Regions from separate parts of the Sus scrofa genome. Here region 2 is linked to region 1. The links are chromatin contacts, called in public HiChIP or PLAC-seq maps. All regions are on one chromosome and are shown on one strand. The core of a region is the stretch at or near the end of the contact, and the rest is flanking DNA. Distances in the headings are between cores, read along the strand shown. Region 1 holds the start of LAT2 (linker for activation of T-cells family member 2). Region 2 holds the start of LOC100620992 (general transcription factor II-I repeat domain-containing protein 2).

Evidence for each region. HiChIP or PLAC-seq counts read pairs in DNA pulled down with a chosen protein or histone mark.
Region 2: a contact with region 1 is called in an H3K27ac HiChIP or PLAC-seq map of alveolar macrophages. The contact joins the promoter of LOC100620992 here to the promoter of LAT2 in region 1. A contact is called at or near these places in 2 of 47 Hi-C or Micro-C datasets (embryonic fibroblasts and fetal skeletal muscle) and 1 of 2 datasets of contacts at active chromatin or transcription factors (alveolar macrophages).

The regions. Positions count from the first base shown.
Region 1 is chr3:11,351,909-11,356,521 of Sscrofa11.1, reverse strand. It overlaps LAT2 (linker for activation of T-cells family member 2), which reads right to left and starts at 2,649. Exons shown (of 13, transcript NM_001243411.1): 1 at 2,372-2,649.
Region 2 is chr3:11,895,052-11,899,897 of Sscrofa11.1, reverse strand. It overlaps LOC100620992 (general transcription factor II-I repeat domain-containing protein 2), which reads left to right and starts at 1,442. Exons shown (of 14, transcript XM_013995562.1): 1 at 1,442-1,965.

The DNA.
Region 1 (4,613 bases), core at 1,400-3,899:
CCTGGCCTTGGAGTGGGGACCCCTGCCCCTGCCTCAGAGTCTCTTGGCCTCAGTTTCCTCCTCTATAAAATGGGGATCAAGCCTGTGTTTCCTCAAACCATTGTTGGGAGGACGAGCATGTCTGGCCTGGCTCAGAAGAGACGTTGCCCAGTGTCTTATTTCCAGCTGCTTGGACGGGTCCCTCGAGCTCCCACCTTTGGCATTTCCATCCTTTGGTCAAGACAGAGACTTTCTGCCCCCGAGGAGATTCAGGCAGAGACACACGGGGAGAGGCTGTCGCACAGATGCTCCCTGCAAGAGCCAGGGGGAGGGTCCAGCCCTGGCCACTCCCGGATTTCGCTTAAGACCCCAGAGCAAGTCCACACCCTTGTCCTGGGGGTTGAGGCCCCAGGACTTGGGCTGCTGACCTCTGCCACCCTCCCTCCCAGAGGACCCCGCCCGTCAGAAAGCCGCCTTGCCTGGGACAAGACGCACACTTCGGGGTGCCCCCAGCCCAAGCCCATTTCTACCCCTGGCCGTGCGTGAGGGAAGGGAGCGGGGCATAAGGTTTCCAATTCTGGCCCAGCATCCCCGGCTTCCGGTTGCCCCTCTGTTAAACCGGGGAAATGACTTTCAACCCTCAGGTTGGTCGTGTGAGGCCCAGCACTGAACTGACGCCTGCCAGGTGCTAGAGCAGGCTAGTGGGGCACAGTTGGCTGGGACCACCATGACTTGCCAGCACCACGGTCCCCAAAGGATGGAAAGCGGCAGCCGCAGCCTGTTGGGGCCAGAGCTGGCTGGACGGCCTGCAGTGAACAGTATGAGGCAACCCTACCTGAAACCTGCCTTGCCTGGTCCCCAAGATCTGCAGGTCTAAGCCCCCTCAACAACTGTCCAACACGGGGGCGGGGGGCGTTGTGCGGGGACCCTGGGAGGGGCTGGGATCTGAAGAGAGTGTGGCCTTTGCCCAGCCCCCCAGTTGTCCAAGACAGGCAGAGCATCACCTCGGAGACGCCAGCTCCTGCCTTCCGAGGGAGGAGAGGGAAGCCCAGAGAGGTGAGTACTCCTTCTGAGGTCACACAGCTGAGCGGTCAGAGCCGGCATCCGCTCCCAGGGTGGGCTGACGCCCGGGCCTACACTCTGCTACGTGAATCCTTCCTTACAGGACGTTTTAAAGATGTACACAATATTTTTTAAAAGACACTCGTTTGAGGAAAACCTCTGTGGCTGCCCCCCAGACGGAATCAATCTGTTCGCTTTCCTCCTTTCCCATCCAGGTCTGAGAGCAGGTGGGCGGGGGACAGGGAGGCGGAGGGGCTGGGCCCCAGCAGAGCCAGGCCTCGCAGCCGCAGGAGGGCCCCTAGGGGCCGGCAGGGCTGGGTGGGGTGGGGAGGGGAGGCCCTCAGCCCGTGGCCTGCGGGGCCAAAATAGCAGAAAGGGAAGTGGGCAGTTTTCATATGAACAAGGTTTGCAACAAGCCGATGGCGGAAAAGCTCTCGGGGCTGGGCTGAGCGAGCCTCAGCACCCACCTCCCGTCCCCAAGGCGCCTTGGTGGCCCTCCTGCCCGGCCTCCCAGCCCTCCTCATGCTGGAGAAGGGGAACCTGGGACCCCTAGGGCCGAAGGGCAGGCTCTGGGGGCTAAGCGGGGAGCCAGAGGTCCGGCCCAAGCCCTGAGAAGGCTTTATCCGCGGGGCTCTGCTCCATTTTCCCAAATGACCTTGGCCTTCCGATGAGGCCAGGAGGACTCCAATGGAGGCTCTTTACGCTCCAGCGGCAGGTGCAGGGGCCCGGACGGCAGCCCTTGTTCTGGGGCAGGGGTGGGGGATGGTGAACAGAGCGGCCACCACGAGCAGCCCAGGGCCTGTAGTTCCTCCAGCCGCACAGGAGCGAGCTGGCTGGGGCTCGGGACGGCCGGGACAGCCGCTTCTCCCTGGCCCAGGGCAGGACCTGGGCCTGCCCGTCTGTAGCGTCTCACCCGACCTCCCATAGCCCTGTGGCAGGGCAGCTCCAGTCCCATTATACAGATGAAGAAACTCAGGCTCACAGGCCTGCCCCGGGGAGCGGCTGCCCTGGGGCTCCCCAGGGCTGTGCGGGCTGGGCTGGGGAAAATGGGGGCAGGAGAGTAGCCGGAGCCCCAGAAATAGCTGCACCTCTAGTGCTGCAGGGTCTGGGGTGAGGGCCCCCTAGCCAGGGGTGCCAGGACAGTGCCGGGGCCAAGGCAGGGGGTGCCGGGCGGCCTGGCTTCTTCCCAGCCCCCACCCCCACCCCCAGCCGGCAGCCAAGTGCTCCTGCTCGGCCAGCGAGGCCACTCCCATCCCCTGTGGGGTGTCTGGGGACAGCTCAGGACCCCTGCCTTGGGGCCAGGCTCCAGGCACCCCTGGGAAAGGCTTACCTGAGAGCAGGCGCTCCTCACTGCGGCCACCTCATCCTGAGCCCACACACCTGCCCGAGCCGATGCCAACGCCACAGACACTGGCGGGCAGCAGGCAAGGCGGCGGGCTTCCTGTCAGCCACTGAATCATCCCTCACACATCCGCTGCTCTGCCGGACAGGCTCGGCTCTCACAGAGGCAGAGACAGAGAGAGACAGAGACAGAGACCAAGACGGAGGCGGAGACAGAGAGAGACAGAGAACAAGACGGAGGCAGTCAGGCAGAGAGAGAGACGTGCACGGACACACACACAACACACACTAAATACACACACACAACCACAACACACACAGGCCTCACAGAGGGGAAGAGACAGAGGGGGACAGGGAGAAAGAGCATGAAATAGGGCTGCTTGCATATCACGCACAGGCAGGGACAAAGAGTGGGAAGACACGGAGAGAGACACGCTGAAAACACAGAAACACAGAAATACACGTCCACACCCATACCCATGGGACATGGGTGGATGGGCGCAGAGAGATGCAAGCCAGGCCAGACATGACAAAGAGCCAGGAGTTCCCGTCGTGGCTCAGTGGTTAACGAATCTGACTAGGAACCGCGGGGTTGCGGGTTCAATCCCTGGCCTCGCTCAGTGGGTTAAGGATCCCGCGTTGCTGTGGCTGTGGTGTCGGCTGGCGGCTCCAGCTCCAGTTGGACCTCTAGTCTGGAAACCTCCATATGCCACCGGTGAGGCCCTAGAAAAGGTAAAAAACAAAAAACAAAAACAATAATAATAATAACAAAGAGCCAGAGGAGTTCCCATTGTGGCTCAAGGGGTTAAGAACCCAACTAGTATCCAAGAGGATGCAGGTTCAAACCCTGGCCCCTCTCAGGGGGTTAATGTTCCAGCGTTACCACAAGCTGTGGTGTAGGCTGCAGATGTGGCTCAGATCCGGCGTTGCTGTGGCTGTGGTGCAGGCCGGCAGCTGCAGCTCCAGCTGGCCCCTGGCCTGGGAACTTCCACATGCCGTGGGTGCGGCCCTCTAGAGAAAAAACAGCCAGAGACAAAGAGAGATGGATGGAGAGGCCACTGAGGTGAAGAGACAACGCTGGAGGATAGAAGGAAGGACAATCCCGGCTCCTCCTTCAGTCCCAGGAGCCTTCTCACCCCCATTTTCCAGATGAGGCTCGTGGAGGCGTGGAGCTGGCCCCAGGCAGGCGGCAGGCCCGGGCCGGGGTGGGGGGAAAGCAGGGCAGTTAGGACCCAGCCCCCAGGCTCTCCACCTGCTGCCCAGCCCCTGGGCACTTCCTTCAGAGGTGAGAACGGTGCTGAGAGGTGGGTGCCCCACACGCAGCACACATTCTCCAGGGCCTCCTGTTATGTGTCACTAAACACCTTGTCCAAGGCCACTGAACTCTTAGTGGCACGCCACCCCATGAGGGTCTCCCAACCCCCACCTGCCTGGCATCTCAGAGCCTGGGCTCCCGAGCTCTGGGGCCCGTCTTGGCTGGGGCGGGGCTTTCAGCCCCAGCCTGGGGTGGCCCGGACGTCCCAGACCAGGCCAGGCAGTCCAGCCGCAGTGGAAGTGCCCCCAGGAGGCCCTGCCAGAACCGAAACAGAAACACAGGGGCTGGGCGCCCTCTGCTGCCACCCTGTGGGAGAGAAGGGTAGCGCAGGGACCCGAGATCCCTGGGCAGAGTGCCAGAAGTTGTCTCCACGGCAAACTGTGACACAAGGACTAAAGCCAACCTTATCTGAATTGCAGAGCTGCACCTGTGACGCACGCTGCCTCCCTCGTTCCACATGGGGCAGTGCAACGTGTAAGGCCCACGGCAACACTTTCCAGGGACACCTTGGCAAGGGCATAGACTAAGAATCCTAGAGGTAAGCTGGTTGTGAACACAGAGTCCAAAGCCTGTTGTCTCTTCACCACCCATGAGTTCAGGTCCTGGCTGGGACCACCTGCCTGGACCCTCCTCACCCACGAGGACGAGCCAGAGTGGGTCTCCAGCCGCTTCTCAGCTACGCGCCTGCCTGGGGTTTCCTGCCCGTGGAGACACAGAAACTCCAGGGTCTGGTGGGAACGGAGCTCTCATCCACATGCCAGCTTCTGTCATGGGCCTTTCTTAGCGACGGCAGGTGTTGAAGTGACCACCAACCACGGGCAAAGACTCAGGTGCATCCACAGCAGCACTGAGGAAACCTCCTGGACCCTCCTGGAGCTCGTCTTCTATCCACAGAAACAGGCCCGTCAACCTTTTG
Region 2 (4,846 bases), core at 193-2,692, 540 kb before region 1:
TTAACAAATGGTTCAAAACACCAAAATTCTTCCTATACAAGATTTTAAAGCAGATTAGAAAGTTGTTTCCAGGAGTTTCCGCTGTGGCACAATGGGATCGGCAGCATCTCTGCAGTGCCAGGACGCAGGTTAGATATCCAGCCTGGCATACTGGGTTAAGCCTGGCATCCAGTGTTGCCCCAGCTTCGGCGTAGGTTACAGGTGTGGTTCAGATATGATCCCTGGCCTGGGAATTCCAAATGCCATGGGGTGGCCAAAAAAGAAAAAAAAGAAAGAAAATTGTTTCCAGGTTACTTTTTTTTTTTTTTTTTTTGTCTTTTTGGCCATTTCTCGGGCCGCTCCCACAGCATATGGAGGGTCCCAGGCTAGGGGTCGAATCGGAGCTGTAGCCACCGGCCAACGCCAGAGCCACAGCCACGTGGGACCTGAGCCATGTCTGCAACCTACACCACAGCTCACGGCGATACCGGATCCCCAACCCACTGGGCAAGGCCAGGGATCAAACCCACAACCCCATGGTTCCTAGTCGGATTCATTAACCACTGAGCCACGATGGGAACTCCCCTCCAGGTTACATTTTTAAGTATGAGAGTTTTACACTCCCATTGTTTTGGGCAACAACAAAAGTCAATCCTTATTATTTGCTAATTTCATATTTGTGAATTCACCTACTCACTATAATTTATAGGTAAATTTAAAAAGCAATACTCACCTTCCTTTCCCCGATCTTGCAGACACAGCAGTGGCAAAAACAAGTTGTTCTGCCTGCCCTACATGTTCCCAGCTGAAGTAGAATGAGGTGACACTCGTTTCAGGTCTAACATAGGAAACGAGTATCCTGTTCTGGGTCTATTTAATGTTCATTTTCCACATTTTGTGCTTCCATGCGTGTGTGTGTGTGTGTGTGATTTTGCTGTTTAAAATGGTCATCAAATATAGTACTTAAGTGCTACCTGTGTTTCTAAGCGCAAGAAGGCTATGATGTGCCTTATGTAGAAAATACTAGTGTTAGCTACGCTTCCTTTCAGACATGAGTTACAATCAGTGCTGCTGCCTATGAGTTCAAACAATGTATCAACTCAAATATACACTGAGTTCCCAGGTGGTTCAGAGGGTTAAGGGTCCCCACGTTGTCACTGCTGTGGCTCTGATTACTCCTATGGTAGGGGTTGGATCCCCGGCCCAGAAACTTCTGCTAGCTGCGAGCATGGCTGAAAAAGAAGTAAGGCACACTACGTTAAATCTGAGCAACAGGTAAATATTTCTATTATCTTATTCTCCTTTTGGTATATTTAAAATAAATCTGTAACTTAAGTTTGATTAGATAACACTATAGTCATATTCAACTGTTTGCTGGAACGCCAGCACCACCTGATGGACAGCTCATGATTGGTTGGCAATGCCAATGACCCCATCAAAAGGTCAGTTAACAAATAACTCCAGGGCTTTAAGGCAGATTCACCGATCACTGGAATTGTGACCTCACCGCTTTAAAGCTACAAACTGCAATTTAATGAGTATCATATTAAATAACAGCAAGAGAGTATGTCCATGTTTGAGGGCGGTATCACGGCGTGAGACCAGACACCTGCAGCCACTCATCAAAGGCCGGGGATGGATGAGCACGGCTGGCCTAGAGCAGAAGGGGACTGAGAGCCTTCCAGCAAACTGTGCAGCGAACTGGATTTCATGGCACCGGAAACGGCAACTCCCACTTGGGGCGCTGCGGACACACGAGTCAAGGCTGCCTTCCAGGAAGCCAAAAAAAAAAAAAAAAAAAAAAAAAAGGGAAAAGAAAGAGAAAAAGGAGGGATAGTGGAGCGCAGGGCTTCGGCCGCCACCCACACGCAGCGTCCTCGCCTCATCGCGGTCACGGCCGCCGCCCTCGGCCCCCCGCCACTCCCGGGTGGCCCAGCCCTCGGACCCCGCGACCGGCAGGGCGCTGCCCGCCGGCGGGGACCTCAGGTGCGTACCCCGCCCCTGCCGCAGCCGCCATTAAGAGCGGGTGCTTTGCTTGGAACTCTCTACTCGCGGGCGTGGCGGAGGGTAGGTTGCCCTCCGAAGCGCGCGGCTGCAGCCCCCTTCCCCGCCCGCCCGACGGGGCCCGGAACCGGCTCCCCACGGGCAGGGCCCGCGGAGTGGGGGTGGGGCGGGAAAGCCCCGGCGCGGGGGCCGCGGTCGCACGCACAGAACGCGCATCACTCTCCCTTCTGATTGGCTGAGCGAAAGCGGTGGGGGCGGGGGCTGCCGGTTCTGGGCTCTCTGGGTCCCGGAGTGCGTGAGGTCAAGCTCCGGCTGGCGTACTTGGGAGTACACCGCTGCGTGCGGGCGAGCCTGATTGGTTAATTGGGGGGGCGGGGCGGGGCGGGGCGGCCGCTGTTGCCTAGTAACCGCGCCCTGCTCCACCGCAACGACTGGCCCACCCGCTGGGTTTTGTCCTGGGTGGGCTCAGTCGGGCACCCAGTAGCGGCCTGTCTGTGGGCATAAAACTAATTCAGAGGCCGGACGATGAGCTTCTGGCCCTAGATTAGAATCCCTCAGATTATGATTTAGAGATAAAAGAGAAAAAAAGACTTGCGGGACTATATTTCCCACCTTTCAAACAAAATAACAGCTTTATTGAAAAATGCCATGAAATCCACACTTGCAAAGTGTATAATCCAGCGGATTTTTTGTTTATTCACAGAGTTGCGCGACCATGACCACTAATGCCAGAATGTTTTCATCACCCAAAAAGAAAATCCATTTCCGTTAGGCAGTCATTTTCTTTTCCCATCCCAGCCCTGGACACAGCGAAGTATTTTCTGTCCGATGGCTCTGCCTATTCCAGCATTTCCTAAGCTCAGAATCATCAAAGGGAGTCTCTTGGATCTGGCTTCTTTGCTTCCTTCTTATGGCTGAATAATAATCCATTCAATGGGTATACCCCATTTCCATTTTCCCTCAATTGATGAATGTTTTTGGATTTTTACCACTTTTTGGCTATTATGAATACCGCTGTGAACATCCGTGTTCACTTTTTTTGCGTGGATGGTTTGTTTTGAGCTCCTAGATACATACCAAGGAGTGGAACTCCTGAGCCAAAAATATCACGTTTTAGTTTTGTGCTGGTAATTTGAAGTAAACAGATGTTTAGATATAAGATTGGAAATTGGCACAGTGGATATTGCTCACGGCTGCAGCTGAAGAACTGAGCAACCCTTCTCTTTTCTTCCCTCTGGAGAGGGAGGCTTGATCTGTGTGCCTTCAGAAGACACAGGGCTTGGCGCCAGGCTACTGCAGATGTGAATCCATTTGGGGCGGTTTAGCGACCCCACCCCCGTTTGCTGCCGGGAGCTCTGGGTCTTTGCCCACACCTGCTGCCTGGGCAGTCTCTTCCCTTATTCCCAGGTTGTTGACCCAGGACCCTGGACACTTTTGGGATTGTCTGGCTTTCCTTTTGCTTTTATTAGCTGCTATTCTGCTGTGTCTGTGGAAGTCTGTCTTACTTGAAACCCAGAATGTGGATTTTTTCCTAGTTTTCCCCTTGGCTTGCCTGCTGGCAGTGTATGTCTTGACACAGCAGGTGCTCATTACATTTAAAAACATTTTAGGAGTTCCTGTTGTGGCACAGTGGGAACGAATCTGACTGGTATCCATGAGGATGCAGGTTCAATCAGTGGCCTCGCTAAGTGGATGGGGGATCCGGTATTGTGGTGAGCTGTGGTGTAGGTTTCAGATGACCCAGTGTGGCTGTGGCTGTGGCTGTGGCAGGCAGCTGTAGCTCCAATTCGACCTCTAGCCTGGGAACTTCCATATGCCACAGGTTCAGCCCTAAAAACCAAAAAAAAAAAAAAAAAATTAAATTTGGCTGAAGTCCTTGATTATTACATTTTTTTTTCCTGCAACCACGACATGCAGAAGTTCCCTGGCCAGAGACTGAACCAATGCCACAGCAGTGACAATGCTAGATTCTTAAGCACTAGCCCTCCAGGGAACTCATTTATTAATCGTTTAAATTTGACTTTTTTTTTTCTGCTTTTTGACATTGAAAATACATATTGTTATTTCTAGTTCTCTTCCATACTCCCTGGTCAATCCAGAAGAAGAGTACCTGTTGTCTTAAAATTTGTTATTCTTTTTTTAGAATTTTTTTTCACTTTGAGTTATACTGACATGTTACATTGTATTGGTTTTAGGAATACAACCTAGCGATTTGATATATGCATGTTTTGTGAAATGATTACCACAATAAGTTTAGTCAATATCCGTCACCTTATATAGTTACATTTTTTTACTTCGTGGTAAGATCTCTGTCACAGCAACTTTCAAATGTAGTGCAGTACTATTAGCTATAGTCACGCTATACAGCACATCCCCAGGGCTTATTTTTTTATAACTGGGAATTCTTACTTTTTGACCTTTTGTACATTTCTGTTGAATGACGACTAAGTACGCTTGGGTTTGGAGTTTCCATTCACTGTAAGTCTGGGCTGAGGTGGCACCTTGGGAACTTGCTAATTAAAATCAAAGCCTCGGGGACCCTGGGGGAAAAATTAACTTTGGAAAGAACATCTAGAAACAGTTTAAAACAGAGCAGGACTCTATTTTAAGATTCCAGAGGTTTGATACAGCGAGTGGATGACATTCCAAATGATGAAAACTGTACGTGGTAGGTGGAAATGAATTCTAGACCAAGGATGGGCAGACTTACTTTGTGAAGGGTCAGATAATAAATACTTGCAGTTCTGAGGCCACATGGTCTCTGTCACATGCACGCAACCCTGCCTTTGCAGGAAAGTGGCCAAAGACAAGATGTAAACCAATGGGTGAGGCTGTGTTCCAATAAAATTTTATTTACAGAAGT